3 separate regions of the Mus musculus genome follow, and all the other regions are linked to region 1. A link is a contact called in public Hi-C data. All regions are on one chromosome and are shown on one strand. Each heading gives the region's core, a stretch centred on a gene start, on an enhancer-like site or on the middle of the called end of the contact. The rest is flanking DNA. Distances are from core to core; before and after follow the strand shown. Region 1 overlaps Fbxw7 (F-box and WD-40 domain protein 7). Region 2 has its middle 29 kb from the start of Gm40079. Region 3 overlaps Tmem154 (transmembrane protein 154).

Region 1 (3,794 bases), core at 438-2,937:
CTGAGCCATCTCTCCAGCCCCTAGGAGTAACAATCATTAACATAATTTCCAGGCCAACCAGAATAGGCTGCAGAGGAGGGGAAAAAAAAAAATCACAGAAAGTAAAACCCAGAACACTAGCTAGTCATCCATGCAAGTACTAAGCCAAGAAGAGTTACTATAGGGCTGGAAATGCAGTTGTACTAGTATCTTTCTAGAATTTAAAGAAATTTCCAGAAAGGCAGTAGGTGGCAGCCCATAGACGGCCAATCCCAGGGATCAGACGCTTCTGAATGCCTTCTGGGAATTACTTAATTCTAGTAGCCATTTAGATGGTAAGGTATGATGATACTTCTACTGATGAAGGAAACAGCATGAAGTATAAAGTGGTTTATCAAGTTATTCTCTTAAGCCATGTTATAACAAAGTATAAGACAACTCACACATCAAGAAGGATTCAGGTTACCGTAAGCATCCAAACAGAGTAGTTTCAGTTACAGTAGTTTCAGTTACAGAAATATATTAAATACTGAGTACATTTCCAGTTCTGAATAGCCTCCCTCAGAAGCCCCATTAAGAAGGGATATGTGTGTGTGTGTGTGTGCGTGTATATATATATATATATATATATATATATATATATATATATATATATACACACATATATATATATCAAAGCCATTCTTATAAATTAATCTTTCAGCTGACATGAAAGTGATCTTCACATGTCAGTACAACTAACAAGACTACAAAGGAACAAAGTGTCTACCCTATAAGAGGTTGCTTGTTGGAACTAGATATTTAACCTTTATAAGGACTATAGTTAAGACTTTTTGGTCCTTAAAAATCAAATCTACCTCTCTTCCACACACTAGCATAAAAATGACCAAGAACAAGGAAGGGCTTCAATGTTGTTAGTACAAGAAAAATTAAAAGGAACAGACTTGGGCAGCATTAATGCAGCATTTGCTAATTATAGGCTTATCAACAGAGGATACCCGAAAGAACCTATTTTTTGAATTAAAAGTTTTGGGGGGGACAAAAATGGGGAGGTGGAACTAGAAATGGGGCATGGTGGCAACACCTATAATTCCAGCACTTTGGAGGCAAAGGCAAGTGGATGTCTGAGCTTGAGGCCAGCCTAGTCTATACAGCAAGTTCTGGGCCAGCCAGAGCTACAGTAACAAGAGTAAATCTAAAGATTATGTCTATGAAAGCCATCAACTGTACCAGAAGACATTTAAAAGTACATAAAGGAACAGATGACTGTTACCGCACTGAAAACTGTAAATTCAGTGAGGTTCCAATCATAATTCCAAGAGTTGTTAGAAATTGCTTGATATTAGATTATTTTGGAAGGATGTTTGAAACTTGATAAGCTGACCTGAAAGTTTCAGAGAAGGTTCACTTTATTAAATTTCAAAGACACATTAGAACTGTTCTCATTTAACAGTGTGATTCTGACATGAAGGAAGACAAACCAAATCAGCCCAGAGAATAGAAACAACACAAATAAAACTCACGGTCTTAACAGGCTTTTTCCACCACTAAAAATACATGGCAGAAATCATTTTAAAGAGGGATTCCCTCTGACTTGGGGCAGGAGGACGTGACACAGGAGAGAAACTCTTATCATGGTGTCATATCAGTGGTCAGGAAACAGAAAGACAGGATGTCTGTCTATGCCAACAGGCTTCCCACAGTACCTCCACCCTCAGGTTTCCGCCCCCTTCTTGCTGGAGTTGGGTGAAGTGCAACTCTAGAGATCTAGCCCAAGGCTGCACATGCTATGCTAACACTCTACCACTGGAGTACATTCTCAATCCCCAAAATTTGAAAACAGGGCTCTTCTGTGTAGGCCAAAAGCACCTTTAACTCCTGACCTCCGGAGTACTGGGATTACAGCTGTGTACACCTGATTTTCGTTCCCACATTCACTTTATCTGCCTCTCAGTCTCTGAATGGTACAGTCCACAGTCAGGGCAGCTCTGCCCTCAGTTAATCCACTCTGGAAAGAAACACCCAGAAGTGCTTGTTACTGAGGTCCTAGGCTTGGCTCAATCTATCAGGCTGACACTCAACATCAACTATAGATACAAGCAACAAACTAAAACACTAACAGAACTGAGTGTAACAAAGATTAGAAAAGTAATTGTAATGCTTAGTTCTCAAAACACTAATGCACAAACTATAAAAAGTGCCAGAAATCAATATAAAGGGAAAATACAAAAAGTAAATGTAGAGCATACGAAGAAAAGATTCAAAGAACAGGATATCAGAGTGATGAAAGATGCTCAACTTCACTAGAAATTAAAGTAATAAATAAATTTTACATCAAACTCACACAGGCCAACTGGAGGCCACTAGATAAAAATTAAGGGAAACAGGGTGGGAGGTATCAAGCTGTAACTTTTGGACCCCAAAGCAATACCTGAACCTAGATCCTCTGAGCCCCTACTTTCTGGTGCCTATCGCAAATCAACTCACACACTTGATTACGATACCATGTGCGAGCATTACGCACCACTTGCCAAAGACAAAAAAGCCTAGTTATCTCTCAGCAAAACTGACTCTTACTCAACATGCAAAGGTAACAGAGGCAGTAAGAAATGAACTAAGTTTTTTATGTCAATTGGAATGCATCTATAAAGCAATGAAATGTAAAACTGTTCAGGTCATTTTATGAACATCTCAGACATAGAAAAACAAGAGTGGAATGGCCAAAGGACCTTAGGCCACCGGGTACCTAGTAACAAAGGAAGACGAGCTGAGAAGGAAAGAACTTGAAAGGAAGAAGAGCCCCTACAGGTCAGGAAGAGACTGGAGGAGGATCATCAGTTCAGAGCATCAGATGAGGGATGCAAAGGAGGACAAAGGTTGTTAATGGCTCCTTAACCCTGACTTGGGCACAAGAGGTATGTTTAGTACCTTCTGGATTTCTACAGTGTGTCTGATTTACTTCATTATTTATAGAGTTATAATGGTATTTAAAATAGTAAGCTTGCTGAGGATGAATACCAAATCCAAAAGTTACAATGAAAGGAACTTGGAGACAAACAGGTTTTTGTCAAGGCAAAAATCACAAACCATTACAAAGACAGTAAGTAATTCAGATGGCGAGGCCATGACCTCCTAATGAGAGCAGATCTGAGTCTCTGTAAGGAAGAAGGAAATTGGACATCCTGGACAGGGTGCTAAGGTGAATCAAATGTAGCTAGCTTGTTATCTCAGCTCACTCGGCCTGGCTTCACTGTGATTTTTCAGGTGACCTTGAATCTAAACAGTGCATTCTGCCTGGTAATGCAAGAGACAGAAAAGCCTGTTAGCAGCTCACTGGGAGCTTATCACTAGTGTGCCACTAAGATGCATACAGAAAGAAAAAGCAACACTTCACACCTAGACAACTTCGGCTGGCATTCAGGGAAAAAAAGTGCCAGCTGGAGGAAAGGTTTCCTAACTACAGTGGAACTGAAGCTGAGGAGGTGAAGGACAAACATCAAAACAATCCAAAGGTGCAAAACACACACCAAGCAAGAAAAATGGTGTCAAAATGTAAACCTCTGGGGAAGGAAAACTGTGAAAGATGTGCTTGGCAATTTTTAAGTCTCAGAAAAATAAAATATTTACAAAAATCTATAAAACCAGGATCTAAGTTGCAAAAAAGAACTTGTTAAAACATGTAAGTAACTCTCAGAGAAAGCATCCACTCACAGGCTGTACAGCAGAAAAACAGCAAAGTCATCAAATGATCCCCATAACAGCACTCTAGTACCACAAAAGCCCAGGGAGCAGGACAAGGTCACTGGCCCCTCCGC
Region 2 (3,671 bases), core at 1,010-3,509, 130 kb after region 1:
AGAGTACACGAGTTCCATGCCTGTAATCTAGGGATTGATCTAACTGGGGTGGTGAGCGAACGAAGAAAGGACAGAGACACAGACATACAGACAGATAAACAGACAGAAAAGCTGGCATCAGACGGTCCGGGCTCTCAGATGAAGAAGTCACAGCACACCAGAAACTGAGTGGTTATTATATAGTTGATCAGAGAGACGGGGCTATTGTACACAGCTGAGCAAGGAGATGGGTGTCTCTAATCTCAGTGGAGATGGGTCCTACTGCCATCTCTGCAGGGGAGCAGGCTCCAGGCAGTAGCCATGGCGGGGGGGGGGGGGTTATGTTGGACATTTTCTCCAGACACTGTTAACATTCTCACACAGACCACAGAATGCCTTTGCCTTCCCTCTGAATCTCACCCAGGGAAAGCTTTTCCGTTCCCATGGGACTGGAGCATTGGAGTCCTTGACATGGCTGTGCCTTTACTGGGAATGCAGCTCACTCAGGGCTTTACTTGCTCCCTGCATGAGTGGAGAACAACACATCGACCTCCCGCACTCTGGGGAGCAGGGTTCAGAGACTTCCCTCTCCCCTGGGCCTCAAATGCACAATCTAACTGTGACTGTTCGGTCTTGCAGGACTATTACATCGAAAATGGTCTTTTTGCTTTTCAGCTTTGGTCCTTATTATTTATGGCTTGGTTCATGAAAACTTATCTACCACATTCTTATTTTAAGTGATTTATTTATTTTTATCTTATGCGAATTGGTGTTGTGCCTGCATGTATGCTTGTATAAGGATACTGGATCCCCTGGAACCAAAATTACAGACAGTTTGTGAGTTGCCATGTGGGTGTTGGGAATTGAACCTGGGTCCCTCCTGTATTCTCTCTCTCTCTCTCTCTCTTGTTAGATTGCAGAAGTAAAAAGTATCTACTGGAGGACATTTGGAAAATATTAAGCTTGCACAAAGGAGGAAATGGGAAGCATCAGTAGATCTGCCATCCAGAGGACTTGGCCCATCCTCCACATCCTCTCTGGCTGTGGATAATAAGTGGCAAGGGAAAGAGAGACCCATGCAGAGGAGATGGAGCAGGGCTTGTCTGGTCCTAAATGACAGACATCTGGTCACAGCACTCTCCTCTTTAAACACGGTTTCTCTTTATATAACCACTACTAGACCACCCACCCATTCACCCAGCCAGCCACTCAACCCATCACTTAGCCAACCACTTACCCATGGTATAGAGGGAAGCGTCTGTCTACTAACTCCAATACTTCCTTCACAGGGTTAGTCATTGTCTTCCTGCAGTTTCTACTAAAGTGGTATTCCTGAGATTGGGCAATGTGTGTGTGTATGTGTGGTTTATTACTGCTCAAGGTCCTAGAGGTTGGTGAGTTCAAAAACATGGCGCTGCTGATAGACCTGTGCCTCTCCCAGTGTGGCAAAAAAGCTCTTCTTCTTTGAAGAAGAGACAAATCCTGAGAGGCAGACTTGCTTTGTAATCATTTGCTCTCCTGGGACATAAACCAGTCCCAGGAGAGCAGGAACTAAGTAAGCAGAAAAGGCTGTCAATCATTCCTGGGGGCTGCAGCTTCATTATCAAGCCCCGCCTCCAGGCCACACCCCTCCCAGTTCTGCTGCTGTCTCAGTCACTTTAGGTATTGTTGGTTCCGAAGTTCCTGACAAGCACAACTTAAGAAAAGAAATGTTGGTTTTGGCTCACAGTTTGAAGGGACGTAGTCCATCGTGGCTGGAAGGAAGGTACGTGTGTTGGCAGCATCAGTGGGACATAGGCAGTCAGATGCCAGTGGCATACCCAGGCAGTAAGCAGAGCCTTGAAGCCTGCTGGTCAGCTGGCTTTCTCTTTTTTTCCCGTTCATTCCTGGATTCCAGCCCATGGAACGGTGCCATCTACATTGAGGGAGGTTCTTCCCTCCTCAATCAGCATAATCTAGCAGATTCCTCACAGATACACCCAGAAGTCTGTTTCCATGATGATTCTAAATTCTGCCCAGGTTAACAGTCATGATCAACCATCAGAGTCACACTGATGAATCGCGCTTTACCGTGGGTGTTGGTGGGGCAAACCACGGAAGGCGTGAAACCTAGATAGCCCAACCAAATCCTTCCTGGGGACTTTTATTAGCTTGAAGCAGAGAAAGTGACTCATTTCTACTTTGGTGGTGAAAACAGGAAGTTCTCTGGACCTACTCATAGCGATGATAGTCCTGTGAGAAAGCGGTCTCAGAACAAGGGGAGGGGTTGCGCTGTGCTCTCTCATCTGCTGGTTCCTGCTGTACCTGCTTCCGCCGGTCCCTGGAAGCTGCAACTTCCTGTCCTTCCCTAGGGTAGCTATATGAATGGAGTTCTTCTTTTGCTCTGTTCTAGTTAAGCGAGACTTTTTCTCCACGAAAGAGAGAGTCTTAAGTAAACACACACACATTACAATTAAGGAGACAAGAATTAGGAGAAAGTTTAAAGAGGCATTAATTTTATATTCACATGAAGTGTTGTGGGCTCTTGTCGCCTGCTTTGTATATGGCCAAAAGTATAGATGTCACTGCTTCATTCCTCAAATGACTCTAGAAGGAACCAGAATAGGAGTCCTGGTTCTGAGGCAACGGGGGTCACATCTGAGAGTCTGTTTCTCACTCTCTGTCTGGACCTTTGTTTCTCAAATAAATATGATGGATGGAGAAATCCGATAAAGCGAAGGTATGGTTACCTAGCAACCATCTCGCTCTCTGGCCAGGCTGACTCTGGCCAGGCTGACCCGTTCTCTGTGCATATGTGAACAATCCGCGTAGACTCTGATGAGCTTACCAGTCTAGGGTCCCCTTCCTTACCTTTTCCCATCGGCCTCTGCTTGACTCTTGCTCCTAATCTGTTAGGACTTTCGCCTGCCCCTTTGGTTACAACAACCAACCTTAGTTCGTTTTTGATTTGTTTTGTTTTAATATTTTTTATTAGGTATTTTCCTCATTTACATTTCCAATGCTATCCCAAAAGTCCCCCATACCCTCCCCCCCAACTCCCCTACCCACCCACTCCCACTTTTTGGCCCTGGCGTTCCCCTGTACTGGGGCATATACAGTTTGCAAGTCCAATGGGCCTCTCTTTCCAGTGATGGATGACTAGGCCATCTTTTGATACATATGCAGCTAGAGTCAAGAACTCCGGGGTACTGGTTAGTTCATAATGTTGTTCCACCTATAGGGTTGCAGATCCCTTTAGCTCCTTGGGTACTTTCTCTAGCTCCTCCATTGGGAGCCCTGTGATCCATCCAATAGCTGACTGTGAGTATCCACTTCTGTGTTTGCTACGCCCCGGCCTAGTCTCATAAGAGACAGCTATATCTGGGTCCTTTCAGCAGAATCTTGCTAGTGTGTGCATTGGTGTCAGCGTTTAGAAGCTGATTATGGGATGGATCCCCGGATATGGCGGTCTCTAGATGGTCCATCCTTTCGTCACAGCTCCAAACTTTGTCTCTAACTCCTTCCATGGGTGTTTTGTTCCCATTTCTAAGAAGGGGCAAAGTGTCCACACTTTGGTCTTCGTTCTTCTTGAGTTTCATGCTTTTAGCAAATTGTATCTTATATCTTGGGTATTCTAAGTTTCTGGGCTAATATCCACTTATAAGTGAGTACATATTGTGTGAGTTCCTTTGTGATTGGGTTACCTCACTCAA
Region 3 (3,471 bases), core at 680-3,179, 150 kb after region 1:
GTAGTTTTCCACCCCATGTGCCCTGCCTTCCCCGTGACGACAACTCGGCCGATGAGCTGCAGCCAATCAGGGAGTAATACGTCCTAGGCGGAGAATAATTCTCCTTAAAAAGGGACGGGGTTTCGCCATTCGCTCTCTTGCACTCTTGCTCTGGCTCTCTCTTGCTTGCGCTCTTGCGCTCTGGCTCCTAAAGATGTAAGCAATAGAGCTCTTGCTCTCTTGCACTCTTGCTCCTGAAGATGTAAGCAATAAAGTTTTGCCGCAGAAGATTCTGGTTTGCTGAGTCTTTCCTGGCCGGTCGCGAACGCGTGTAAGAGTGTAGCAGTTCCTTCTGAGATTAAATCCTCCCATCTTAGAGAAAAGGCAGTTGAGGTCCAAGACTTTAAAGGGGGAGGGGAGCCAGCAGATTGCTCTAAGGGGAGGTGAAGCATTCCATCCTACAAGGACACTTTCCTTCAAGAAAGGAAATTAACAAAGCCTTCAGGAAGTTCCCAAAACAGACCAGAGTCACTAGGCCTCTCCTTCCTCAGGCAAGTACCAGTAGAAGGGCATTGAAAAGCCCTCAGACCACCACCCCACACTTCCCACAAGGGACACTCTCCAACCCGTGCTGCCTGCAGCTGTGCGGTGAGCTCTAGGTTCCCAGCTTTGTGAGCTGTCCCCATGCAGGGCTGGGCTTTGGTGATGCAGTTGCTTTCAGTCATTTCTGCTCCTTAAGATAACCTGAATAAAACCCTTGGGTTCACCAGGCTGGACTTTTGGGGTACGCTCACTTTCACCTGTCATCGGTTCTCTGTCTGGAAGAGGTAAATGCTGTTCACACATCCTAATGATAGTGTTGCACAGCAGTAGCCCAGGCTGCTCTAGAACTTACTCTGTAGACCAGGCTGCCCTTGAATTTGTGTGATCCTCCTACATTTGCCTCTCAAGTGTTAGGATAGTAGGTGTGTAGCCCACACACCAGGATTTTATCTTGTTTTGCTTCCTTTTCAAGCAGGGTCTCCCTGTAACTTAGAGTGATCCTCCTGCTTCAACCTCCCGAGTGCTGATGACAGGTTCTAGCTCTCACGCCCACCTCTCATTAACAGTTCTTACATGGTTGCAGTGGTGCAATGTCAAATCTCTAATGTGCTCCCTCTAAGCCTCCTTGCCCCTGCCTCAGGTCACAGATGCTCTCTCGGCTTAGGTCATCCAGGCTGCCTGTACAGAAACTTTTCCAAGAGGAACGATCATCCGATCATTGGGACTTGGAAGTGATGGGGGTGAATTTGAAATGATAACTTCACAGTCTTGTCTTTGACTTAGCCGCATGCACACTACCGTTTCCATTCCTTTAAATCTTTTACATTTACCAGGATTATCTCACTGGTCAAACATGTGCTTAGTATGCGAGAGTCTCAGAGTTCAATCCCTAGCATCAACTAATTAATTAATTAGAAGGTAGCTTTGTGCGTATGTGTGCGTGTGCGTGCATGCATTTATGTGCATGTGTGTTTATGCATGTGCATGTGTGTTGGTGTTTTGAATGTGTAAGCTGGAAGAGGGTGTCAAGCGTCCTGCTCTTTCCTCACTCTCGGTCTTGCTCTCCTGAGACAGTGTCTCTCCCTGAGCTTGGAGCTAGGCTGTGCGCTAGCAGAACACATAACACGTCTCTGGCTCTGGCTTGGGACAGTGCTAGGGTTAAAGTCAAGCGTAGGATCACACCCAGCTTTTCTGTGCTATGTGCTAGGATCTGAACTCAGGTTCCCATGCTCAAAGGCAAGCACTTTGACAGGCTGTACCTTCTCCTCAGGTCCAGTAAATAAACACTTGGACCTTTCAAATGATTGTGCCTTGCATCTTGTTGTTGTGGGTGCTAGCACTGGGCAGTTGCTAATTTATAGGGGCTTTTATGATAGTTACAAGGTTGGGATCCACAAACAAGTAGATTCTTAACATCAGAAGCACATACGATCTGCCCGAAGCCTGAATCGGGGCCGTTATGTCTTTGTTTTATGACAAGGGGCAAGGTAACCTTTCCTAGCTTTAATATCCTCATCTGATGTCATCTGCAAAGCACACCTAACAATTCTAAGCTGATAGGGTTGTTGTAAAAGAATGAATGAGGGGCTGGGGTGAGAGAGGCTCTGGCCTCAGTCCCCAGCACCACACACTCAAATGAAAACACAGAGAAAAAGACAGGTAAAACCCCATGCTACAGGCCTGGCACCCGCATGCATGCATGCATGCCTCTTGGTGATTTGTACTAGGCAGCCTGAGCTCTGACAAATGTTTGTGAGTTACCTACAGCATTGTCTCAGAGATGTAAAGGCTTTAAGAAATCGTCTTCAGAAGCACAGCTCACATTTCTAGGGAGACGCCTTTTGTTTAGCTGCATTGTTTACTTCAGTTCCCTAAAAGCGTGATCTCTGGAATGCCATAGCCACGTGACTTGGTCCCAGCATGTCACAAACTGCTTCTGCTTTGATGGGCTATCGAGCAGTTCCCAGAGAGCAGCTGCCTCTCCGGAGTTTTGTGTGGAGTGGTATCTATCCATCCACAAGACCTGCGGTGAGTCAGCGGCCTCCTCCCCCGAGTCCCAGCACAGTAAGCCAGGGCGTTCTCCGTCACAGGCTCATTGCTTTATTTAGTTAGCTGTCTCTGGCTATTCATCATCTCTGGAAAATGATCAAATAAGCCATGCATTTTTAACTCTAGCAAATCCTGGAGTTCCCTGTTAAAATACCTTGGCGCACTGCCACGGAGCCACAACAAACACGCAGGCAGCTCCGCTTTCAACCTTCCCGCTTGCCTCGATGTGCGCACGTGCAGTCTTAGCAACTTATTTCTGACAGTGACATTAAAGAGTAATTTGTCTAGGAGTGTTATATAAACACGGGAAGAACATGGAACACCTTTCCACAAGCATATACAGGAACAGGAGGACAAACTGTAAAACTAAACAAAGCACGGCTGTATTTTCCTCAAGAAAGCACCCAACGGGCTCACTGCCAGCAGAATGGGGACAGATTCAGCTCAAATCCCTCAACCTCATGGCAGTGACTGTTTGTCCAGACTGGACAGTCACCCTGTCCTCCCGACCCCATCTATCTTGCAACAATCCTGAGTTATGGCCACAGCTAATGCAGCCATCTCTGAACATGGCGGTATGCCACCACTCAACCCTTCTGGGGTCACGACACTCTGACTCAGTTTCAGAGAGTGTGGAGTTGGATTTGGCACGACATCACATAACAATTAGATCAAGCTTTCTTTCTCATCTATACAAAGTCCCTTCTTCCCGACAGAGGCCTGGCCTGGGTGGAGTTAGAGAAATGAGGCTCGGAATCGGCCCAAGATACAGAGATCATGCCTGCTGTGGAGACACACTCTGGGACACACACACACACACACACACACACACAGTCTTTAACAGTGTCCTTCTGGCTGGAGAACACAAACTATTACGTTCTATCCCTTGTGGTACTGCAA

What was found. Hi-C and Micro-C count contacts between places; a contact is called where the count stands out from the background.
Region 2: a Hi-C map of Th1 cells shows a contact between it and region 1, with 2.8 times the contacts expected there. The contact joins two enhancer-like sites. A contact is called at or near these places in 1 of 39 promoter capture datasets (liver), 2 of 15 datasets of contacts at CTCF or cohesin (CD8 T cells and the G1E-ER4 cell line), 26 of 484 Hi-C or Micro-C datasets (the 63-12 cell line, B cells, the C10 cell line and 17 more), 5 of 115 datasets of contacts at active chromatin or transcription factors (CD8 T cells, the HPC-7 cell line, Th17 cells and 2 more) and 1 of 9 other capture datasets (embryonic stem cells).
Region 3: a contact with region 1 is called in a Hi-C map of the G1E-ER4 cell line, with 3 times the contacts expected there. The contact joins two enhancer-like sites. A contact is called at or near these places in 6 of 39 promoter capture datasets (the 3T3-L1 cell line, the C10 cell line, embryonic stem cells and 2 more), 7 of 15 datasets of contacts at CTCF or cohesin (CD8 T cells, the G1E-ER4 cell line, the NIH/3T3 cell line and 4 more), 168 of 484 Hi-C or Micro-C datasets (the 3T3-L1 cell line, 3T3-L1-derived adipocytes, the 63-12 cell line and 94 more), 27 of 115 datasets of contacts at active chromatin or transcription factors (the 230-238 cell line, CD8 T cells, the HPC-7 cell line and 21 more) and 4 of 9 other capture datasets (adipose tissue, embryonic stem cells, liver and 1 more).

What each region holds. Positions count from the first base shown.
Region 1 is chr3:84,846,879-84,850,672 of GRCm38.p6, reverse strand. All of the region lies in intron 1 of Fbxw7 (F-box and WD-40 domain protein 7), which reads right to left. The region is part of intron 3 of Gm40080 (a long non-coding RNA gene); the gene reads left to right. Among named protein-coding and RNA genes, the nearest start is that of Gm40080, 30 kb to the left of the region's middle. Within about 2 kb of position 1,687, at least 26 of the 459 cell types and tissues checked have an H3K27ac peak or open chromatin away from gene starts, as enhancers often do. A contact at or near this core is called in CD8 T cells, the G1E-ER4 cell line, the HPC-7 cell line and 5 more, where this site is marked.
Region 2 is chr3:84,713,764-84,717,434 of GRCm38.p6, reverse strand. No RefSeq gene overlaps it. Among named protein-coding and RNA genes, the nearest start is that of Gm40079, 29 kb to the left of the region's middle. Within about 2 kb of position 2,259, at least 92 of the 459 cell types and tissues checked have an H3K27ac peak or open chromatin away from gene starts, as enhancers often do. A contact at or near this core is called in CD8 T cells, the G1E-ER4 cell line, the HPC-7 cell line and 5 more, where this site is marked.
Region 3 is chr3:84,695,804-84,699,274 of GRCm38.p6, reverse strand. All of the region lies in intron 6 of Tmem154 (transmembrane protein 154), which reads right to left. Among named protein-coding and RNA genes, the nearest start is that of Tmem154, 31 kb to the right of the region's middle. Within about 2 kb of position 1,929, at least 94 of the 459 cell types and tissues checked have an H3K27ac peak or open chromatin away from gene starts, as enhancers often do. A contact at or near this core is called in the G1E-ER4 cell line, where this site is marked.